Linked DNA regions of Mus musculus: region 2 is linked to region 1. The links are chromatin contacts, called in public HiChIP or PLAC-seq maps. All regions are on one chromosome and are shown on one strand. Each heading gives the region's core, a stretch centred on a gene start, on an enhancer-like site or on the middle of the called end of the contact. The rest is flanking DNA. Distances are from core to core; before and after follow the strand shown.

What was found. HiChIP or PLAC-seq counts read pairs in DNA pulled down with a chosen protein or histone mark.
Region 2: a contact with region 1 is called in an H3K4me3 HiChIP or PLAC-seq map of bone marrow-derived macrophages, with 2.5 times the contacts expected there. The contact joins the promoter of Fcho2 here to the enhancer-like site in region 1. A contact is called at or near these places in 11 of 39 promoter capture datasets (the 3T3-L1 cell line, 3T3-L1-derived adipocytes, the HPC-7 cell line and 5 more), 7 of 484 Hi-C or Micro-C datasets (the HPC-7 cell line, cranial neural crest, female germline stem cell-derived STRA8 germ cells and 4 more), 6 of 115 datasets of contacts at active chromatin or transcription factors (the SCID.adh cell line, bone marrow-derived macrophages, embryonic stem cells and 1 more) and 3 of 9 other capture datasets (adipose tissue, liver and pancreatic islet).

The regions. Positions count from the first base shown.
Region 1 is chr13:98,776,051-98,779,941 of GRCm38.p6, forward strand. It overlaps Fcho2 (FCH domain only 2), which reads right to left. Exons shown (of 26, transcript NM_172591.3): 7 at 1,339-1,437. Among named protein-coding and RNA genes, the nearest start is that of Fcho2, 37 kb to the right of the region's middle. Within about 2 kb of position 2,056, at least 4 of the 459 cell types and tissues checked have an H3K27ac peak or open chromatin away from gene starts, as enhancers often do. A contact at or near this core is called in bone marrow-derived macrophages, where this site is marked.
Region 2 is chr13:98,813,424-98,817,314 of GRCm38.p6, forward strand. Fcho2 (FCH domain only 2) reads right to left here and starts at 2,026. Exons shown (of 26, transcript NM_172591.3): 1 at 1,653-2,026. The coding sequence starts at 1,685. Gm34995 (a long non-coding RNA gene) reads left to right here and starts at 2,558. Exons shown (of 3, transcript XR_382806.4): 1 at 2,558-2,646. It also overlaps the pseudogene Gm18134.

The DNA.
Region 1 (3,891 bases), core at 806-3,305:
AAATTTCTAGGGACCAGCTTCTGATCACGTTCTCCCCAAGACACTGCCTTAGAGGCAACTGATCACTGCCACTTTTGATTTTTCTAGAGACAAAATTATTATGATAAATAGAACTTATAAAGACAATATTTACATTTTAATAACAAACAAAAAGGCATTTTGTATTTCTCCTTACTGCAATACACCCTGAATTATCATTAAACACACTCTGAACACTTCCACATTTAAATTGTCTAATTACTAAAGTTTCTGCTCTAACCTTTTCAAGTATTAAAACTTGAAAAGAGAAGTACTTAGAAGTTGGTAATGTTCAATTAATGAAGACTATATAGTTAATATTTAGATGTATACAACTATTTAAGAAATAGATGTTTAATATATACAAACTATATAGTTAGCTACGTAGTAATACTGACAGGTATAGTTATATAGTAACTGTATAATTATACAGTACTTGGTTACTTTAAAACAATTTAAATTGGGGCTGGAGAGATGGCTTAGTGATTGTTCAATCCCCATCATCCACTGAAGTCACTCATAGAAACCAGGGGCATCTGATACCTCTCACCTCTGAGCATCTGCAGTCATGTGTACATATCCACATACAATTTTTTTAATTCAATAAAAATATATCTTAAAAAAAATAATAAATGGTCATCACACACCTTTAATCCCAGCACTTAGAAGGCAGAGGCAGGAGGATTTCTGAGTTTGAGGCTGCTCTGGTCTACAGAGTGAGTTCTAGGACAGCCAGAACTACATAGAGAAACCCTGTCTCGAAGAAACAAATAGGATGGGCTGATGAGCTGACTCAGCGGTTAAGAAGAGCACTGACTGCTCTACCAGAGATCCTGAGTTCAAGTCCCAGCAACCACATGGTGGCTCACTACCATCTATAAGAGGATCAGAGTACTCATACATTAAATAAATAAAATTTAAAAAAAAACAAAAACAAATAATGGGGACAGGTGAGATAGTTCAGAGGCTGCTCTTCCAGAGGTTCCGAGTTCAACTCCCAGCAACCACTTGGTGGTTTATAACCACCTATGATGAGATCTAGTGCCCTCTTATGGCCTGCAGGCATACACACAAGCACAATGCTGTATACATAATAAATTTATTTTTAAAAAGATGGAAAGCAACCAAATACACACAAAAATCATAATGATAATTTAAAAAATATGTTTGGCAATCAATTAAAAATGTAAATACTTATTTTTCATCTGAAATAATTATTATATGTATGATTTCCAAACAAAGTGGTAAAAGACTTAATAAAGAGCTATAAGTGAACATGAAAATTTCATGAACCACTTCAACATAAAGTGGAAACGTTACCTGGCCGATCTGTAAGTGGATCTCCTTGACAGCATTTGACAAGGATCCGATAATTTCCTTTATGTGAATGAGGTGAGTTTCTTCAATATCTTGAAATTTCTGGGTTTGAAATATAAAAGTTTTGATTATAAAATATATATAAACACATACAAACATAAACTCTGGAATCCAGAGACATTTTAGAAACCATTTCAATATAGGTAACTAAATTAAACTAATGAGCACTATGTTTAAAACACTTCTAGACAAATGAATCTAATAACTTTTTGTTATTCCATCATCTTTGGCAAATATAAACTTTTCCAGAGTCTAAATATAGTACAGGATAAACTCTACAATCAAGATTGTAAAAAATTGAGGAGACCCATAAGATAACAGTGTTTCAAAAAGTAGAGAAAAGTTTCCAAAGCTAAAATCTGATGCTAGCAAAGCAAGCCTAACCATGTAAGTCTCGAGTCTACAACCTGGCCTGTCTAAAAGGTTCTGCATCTTAGCGGCTCTCCATGGGAAGTGGGAATGCACTGGGCTGGGAGGACACGCACACCAGGGCCTGGGTCTCCAGATGCCTGGGGAGCGTGGCAGGCTGGAATGCTGTTGGGAAGGAAACTTTCCCAGTTATGATAGCATCTCCCGGAGAATACTACTGCTAGCTCTTGCTCTGTAAAACTCATGATCAAAACTTGAGCAATACTGAAATACTGCAGTCTCTTTGAATTTTGGAAACTTCGACCTCACAAGCTTTGAGTGTTTTCTCCTTCCCTAAAATACAACTGTCAGTTCTACTGCAGAGATCACTTTTTTTTTTTTTTTGTCAAATTAGATCAGTTTTAAAGAAAGGACCTAAACTTCCTTTTTTTTTTTGTTATCAAACTAAATTAAATTATCTCTCCTCATATTAATGCCCAATTTATTAGCACTGAGTTACCTGATCAAAGATCATTAATAAAGATTATATAGTTTGTGTGAATCAGTTAAAAAATATATCAATAAAGGCAAAACTATGTTAGAAGAATTGTACTAATAATTCCCAAACTTCAATCTTATTGATGAGAATGACAAGTAAAGTGATTCACCCTGACTAAGCTAATAACATATCTATTGCAAGGTCCTGAACTATCTTTAAGAATGGAAGAACATCCGGGCTAGAGATGATTCGGTGCTGAAGAGCACATCTTGCTTTTGCACAAGGCCCAAGTTCAGTTTCCAGCACCCAAGTCAGACGACATAAAAGCCTGTAACTCTAGTTCCAGAGGAACTATTTCAGCTAACACCAATAAACACACAGAATACACATAAGTAAAACTAAACCTTTACTCTTGCTCACTTGCTCTTCCTTCTTGCTCCTGCTCTGTCCCCTCATCCTACCCCATTCCCTTCCCCCTCTCTCCATGTGCTTGCTCATGGCCAGCCTCTTCTCTACTCTCTCTCTCCCTCTACTACCCTCTTACCTCCCCTCCCCTCCCCTCCCCATGCCCTGAATAAACTCTATTCTATACTAAAACCTTTAAAGGGGGAGCCTTGAGGAACATCCCATAGGAGGATGATTCTCCTAAGTTCTTAATAGAAGGAACGGCCCAGGGGCTGGAGAGACGGCTCAGCGCTGACTGGGAGGGTGCTCTACAAGAGCCCTGGATCACCTTGCAGTAGACTAGGGTTCAGTTCCCAGCACACACATGATGGTTCACAATCATCCCTAAGTCCAGATCTGTTCCTCCTTTTGACCTCTGCAGGCACCATGTACATGGTACACATGCATACATGCAGGCAAAATACTTACATAAAATAAATACATCTAATAAAAAATATTTTTTAAAAAAATGGGCCTTAGCTTAAATGTCAGAAATTAACAAAATATTATATCATAAACAAATACAACCAAATATAGTAAAGCTGACTCATATAGTTAATTTCATATGGATGACTCCCTTCTTCCAAGGAAAAGTGTGTTTTCATTCCTTTTTTTTTTTTTTTTGGTTTTTCGAGACAGGGTTTCTCTGTGTAGCCCTGGCTACCCTGGAACTCACTCTGTAGACCAGATTGGCCTTGAACTCAGAAATCCGCCTGCCTCTGCCTCCCGAGTGCTGGGATTAAAGACGTGCACCGCCATGCCTGGCTCTTTTTTGTTTGTTTGTTTGTTTGGGTTTTTTTTGTTTTTGTTTTTTCGAGACAGGGTTTCTCTGTATAGCCCTGGCTGTCCTAGAACTCACTTTGTAGACCAGGCTGGCCTTGAACTCAGAAATCCGCCTGCCTCTGCCTCCCGAGTGCTGGGATTAAAGGCATGCGCCACCACTCCTGGCTCATTCCTTTTTTAAAACAGCTTTACCAAATAAGGTAGGTTTTGAACTACTCACTCAGAAGTGTCATGTTTATTTTTTGTGTATGAGTGTTTTGCCTGCTTGTGTATCTGTGCACCATGTGCCTGCCATGCCTTAAAAGGCCAAAAGAGGTGTCGGATCCCCTGGAACAAGAGTTATAGATAGTTGTGAGCTGACATGCTGGTGGGTGCTGAGACTTGAACCCAGGTCCTCTGAAAAGCAGCCAGTGCTCTTAACT
Region 2 (3,891 bases), core at 776-3,275, 37 kb after region 1:
GAGGGCACAAGGTTTGGGAGGATTATTCAGACTATGAAAAGGATTCAATAACAAAAAGGCAATAAAAATAATCAAATTTTAAAACTGACAATGGGTCTACAGTTTTCCAAAGAAAAATACTTAAAATGGGGAAAAAAATGTTTGACACCATTAGCCACAGAAAAATGCAAATCAAGAGCACAAGCTGCTACTTCATGTCCACCTCATAGTAACAAAAGATAGCAAGTGTTAGTGAGTGTACATCTACTCTGAGACACTGCAGAGCACGGTGCAATGCTGTAGCCACTCTGAGGAACAGTCTAGCAGTTGACTGAAAGAGTACTCCATCTGCTTCTTGGCCCTTTGGCTAACCATGTGCAAATATAGAGTTAAACACGTGATCCAGTAAATTCCATTCTACAAAGAAAAACACATGCTCTGACACACTTGTATAAAGTGTTCATTGCAATATTACTCATAATAAAAGAGACGTTGCGATGGGTACCAAATATCCATCACCAATGAATAGATAAGTAAAAAAGGGAATGGAATATTATTTGATCATAAAAAGGAATGAAATAGTAATATGTATTATCTCGTGGATTACCTTTGAAAATACTATGGTAAGTGAAATAGTCATCAGAGAGCCGGGTCCAGAAAGGACGGAACTGTAGAAGCAGATCGGTTGCCTAGGGACCGAGACAAGGGGCAAACTGGGAATGACTCCTAACCGGTAAGGGATTTTTTCTGAGGTTATGAAATTGTTCTAAAATTGACTGTGGTGATGTTTGCAAAAAAACAATGAGGAACTCTTCACAGTATACACTTTAAGTGCATGCATAAAACCGCTCTTTAAAAACACCACCGAGTACAGATGATTGCGAAAAGCGAATTAACATTCAAAACAAATAACCATGAACTGATTGTATTCAAGCCCGTGCTTGAGACTGAATTAAGAATCTCAGCTAGCAGTAGCTGGCATGACTGAAAGCTGACTCCTTTCAACACCTTACCTAAATGAAAGTGGTGCCGTATTTGCAACTGTCGGGCCACGAAAACCCAAGTTCGGCCAAGATACCTGAGTAAACACGTAACTTTCCTGTTCATGGCAGAAGCGTACTTGCCACGATCGGCTAACAGCAACTGCACGAAATCACACGGCGAGGAGACTAGAGGGGTGTGGGGAGCCCGAGGAAGGTCCACGAAACCCAACTTCCACGGGCTTTGTGAGCAGGCCTGAAGGCAAAGTCCTGGGCGCAGCCCCCACCAGCCCAGCCGCGCGGCCAAGAGGAAGTGCCGAGCCCGCTCGGCCCTGCACGGACTCTGCGTGGGGTCCCGGGCCTGCGCCGCGGGAAGCCGACCAGCCGGGTGCCCGGCTCCCCGCGCCGGACGCCGCGCACGCACGCCCCGTCGGCGCTTTGTCCCCGCCCGGCGCCGCCGGCCCTCTGGAGTCCCCGCCGAGACTCCCGGGCCGCGCTGCCAGCCCGGGCGCCGCGCGCAGTGGCCAACCCGGAGGAGGCGGGTGGCCGGAGAGCCGTGGCCCGCGGGAGCTCGGCCGGGCAACCCCGGGGCCGTGGACTCTCGCTCGGCCGCCCGAGGAGCCGCCGCCCGCCGCGCACGCAGGCCGCGGGGAGAAACCGAAGCCCGCGGCGTCCCCAACACCCTCCGCTCACCCAGAAATTCTCCACGAAATGCGCCATGACCATCTTGCCGCCGCCGCCGCCGCCGCCGCCGCCGCGCCGGGTTCCGCGTCCGCACCCGCCCGCCGCTGTGTAAACACGGACCGGCCCCTACGGCGCCCCCGCCTCTCGCCGCCGCCGCCTTCTTCCCAGAGACCGCCCGCGCCCTCTAGGGCGCATGCGCCACCTAGCGGCAGGCGCGGCCGCCGCCACCACGGGGCGAGAGCCTGACTGTCGCTCCCGAGTGCGCGTGCGCGCAGCCTGTCCGGGTCCGAGCGTTCGCAAGGAATGGTACAGAGCTTAGTCTGCGCGAGCCTCCGGGGCTGGCGGGAGTCGAGCTACCCGCAGGCCCGGGGGGCGGAGCTAATAGGGCCACGCCCCCTCGCGTCCAGCGTCCTGGCCTTCTAGGATCTCCAGCAGTCCCAGGTCCTGGCAGACTGGGACTAAGGAAACTTGGCAGCCGGCCACCCCAAGGAGACTGGGAAACCTTTGGTCAACAGGGAGCCTCTCCTTGACTGGGAAGTAAGATCCAAAACAAAACTGTCCAAGGCCGGAAAGGGAGGGAACGCCCAGTGTCGCCTGCAAGACTCAGGCAGTGCAGTCGGTCACAAGGGAGCCAGCCGGCCTGGACCGCCTGCCGAGAGCAGGCGTGACCCGAAACGCGACTCTTCCAGGCCTGTTCACAAAGCCCATGGTGGTAATCTTACCAGTTTGTACACCCAGGAGGAAAGGACACAAGTTTTAACATGCTTCGGCCTGATGGGGAAAAGAAATCCCTCGCCATGCCTTTCTTTCCAAAAGTTTAAAAAACTTTAGAGGTCCCAAGTTCATTAAGCTAAGTCAAAGATCTGCAAGTTGGAAGTCAAGCTCCAGAGATGATTTAGTGTAGTTTTAACTACAGTATGAACACCGCACGTCCTAAGATCGTTTTCAAACATGGACAATGTAGCACTTTCTTCAAAGGAAATTATTTGCCTCCCCAAACGATGTATGTAAACACTTTTCATGTATCTTTTATATAGTCGATAGCAAAAGATAACCAGACAAAGGTTGTGCCTTTATAAGAATATCTTTCAGAAATATTCACGTAAAGCTAAGACATCTAGCATCTGCTCAGGAGTATTTGGTGGAAGCAGGGCAGAAGACTAGGGTATAGGAGGAACAAGATTGGCCATACAAGTAGTTGAATGATGGAAAGATGCTATTTCCATATACTATTTTAAAAGGTCTATGTGTATGAGTGATTTGCCTGCATGTTAGGTATGAATTCCATGTGTGTGCCTAGTGCCCAATAAGACCAGAAGAGCGTGTGGGATCCTCTGAAACTGAAGATACAGAAAGTTGTGAATCACCATGTGGACTTTGGAATTGAATCAGGGTCCTCTCCAAGAGCATTAATACTCATAACCACTGAGCAATCTCTCCTTTGTTTGTTTGTTTTTGTTTTTCTTGTATATGTTAACTCTTCCATTTAAAATAAATATTTGCTTTTGTTTTGTAAACCATCAGCCCAGTTATGCTATCCTTGGTGCTTAAGATAGAAGAAAATTCTAACAAAAGGAGTAAGAAAGCTCACCCTGCAAAAGCGGCTGGTACTGGATTCCTAATATCACCAGGCTTAGTGCGAGAGAGGATCCCCGAGTTTCCTTTTTTTACTGAGACCCGCCAACATGGGCCGAGTTCACACCAAGACTGTGAAGAAGGCGGCCCAGGTCATCATCGAGAAGTACTACACACACCTGGGTAATGGCTTCCACAGTAACAAGCGCCTGTGGGAGGAGACCTCCATTATCCCCAGCTAGAAACTTCGGAACAAGATAGCTGGCTATGTGACCCATCTGATGAAGTAGATTCAGAGAGGTCCTATGAGAGGCATCTCTATCAAGCTGCAGAGCGAGAGAGAGAGAGAGAGAGAGAGAGAGAGAGAGAGAGGGAGAGGGAGAGGGAGAGGGAGAGGGAGAGGGAGAGGGAGAGGGAGAGGGAGAGGGAGAGGGAGAGGGAGAGGGAGAGAGAGAGAGAGAGAGGAGAATTATGTTCCTGAGGTCTCAGCCCTAGATCAAGAGATCACTGAGGTGGATCCTGACACCAAGGAGATGCCGAAGCTTCTGGACTTGGCAGTCTCTCTAACCTTCAGGTCACTCAGCCTACAGTTGCGATGAATTTCAAACACCAATTGGAGCTGTTGTAATAAACCTGAAAACAAAACAAAACAAAACAAAACAAACAAAAAAAA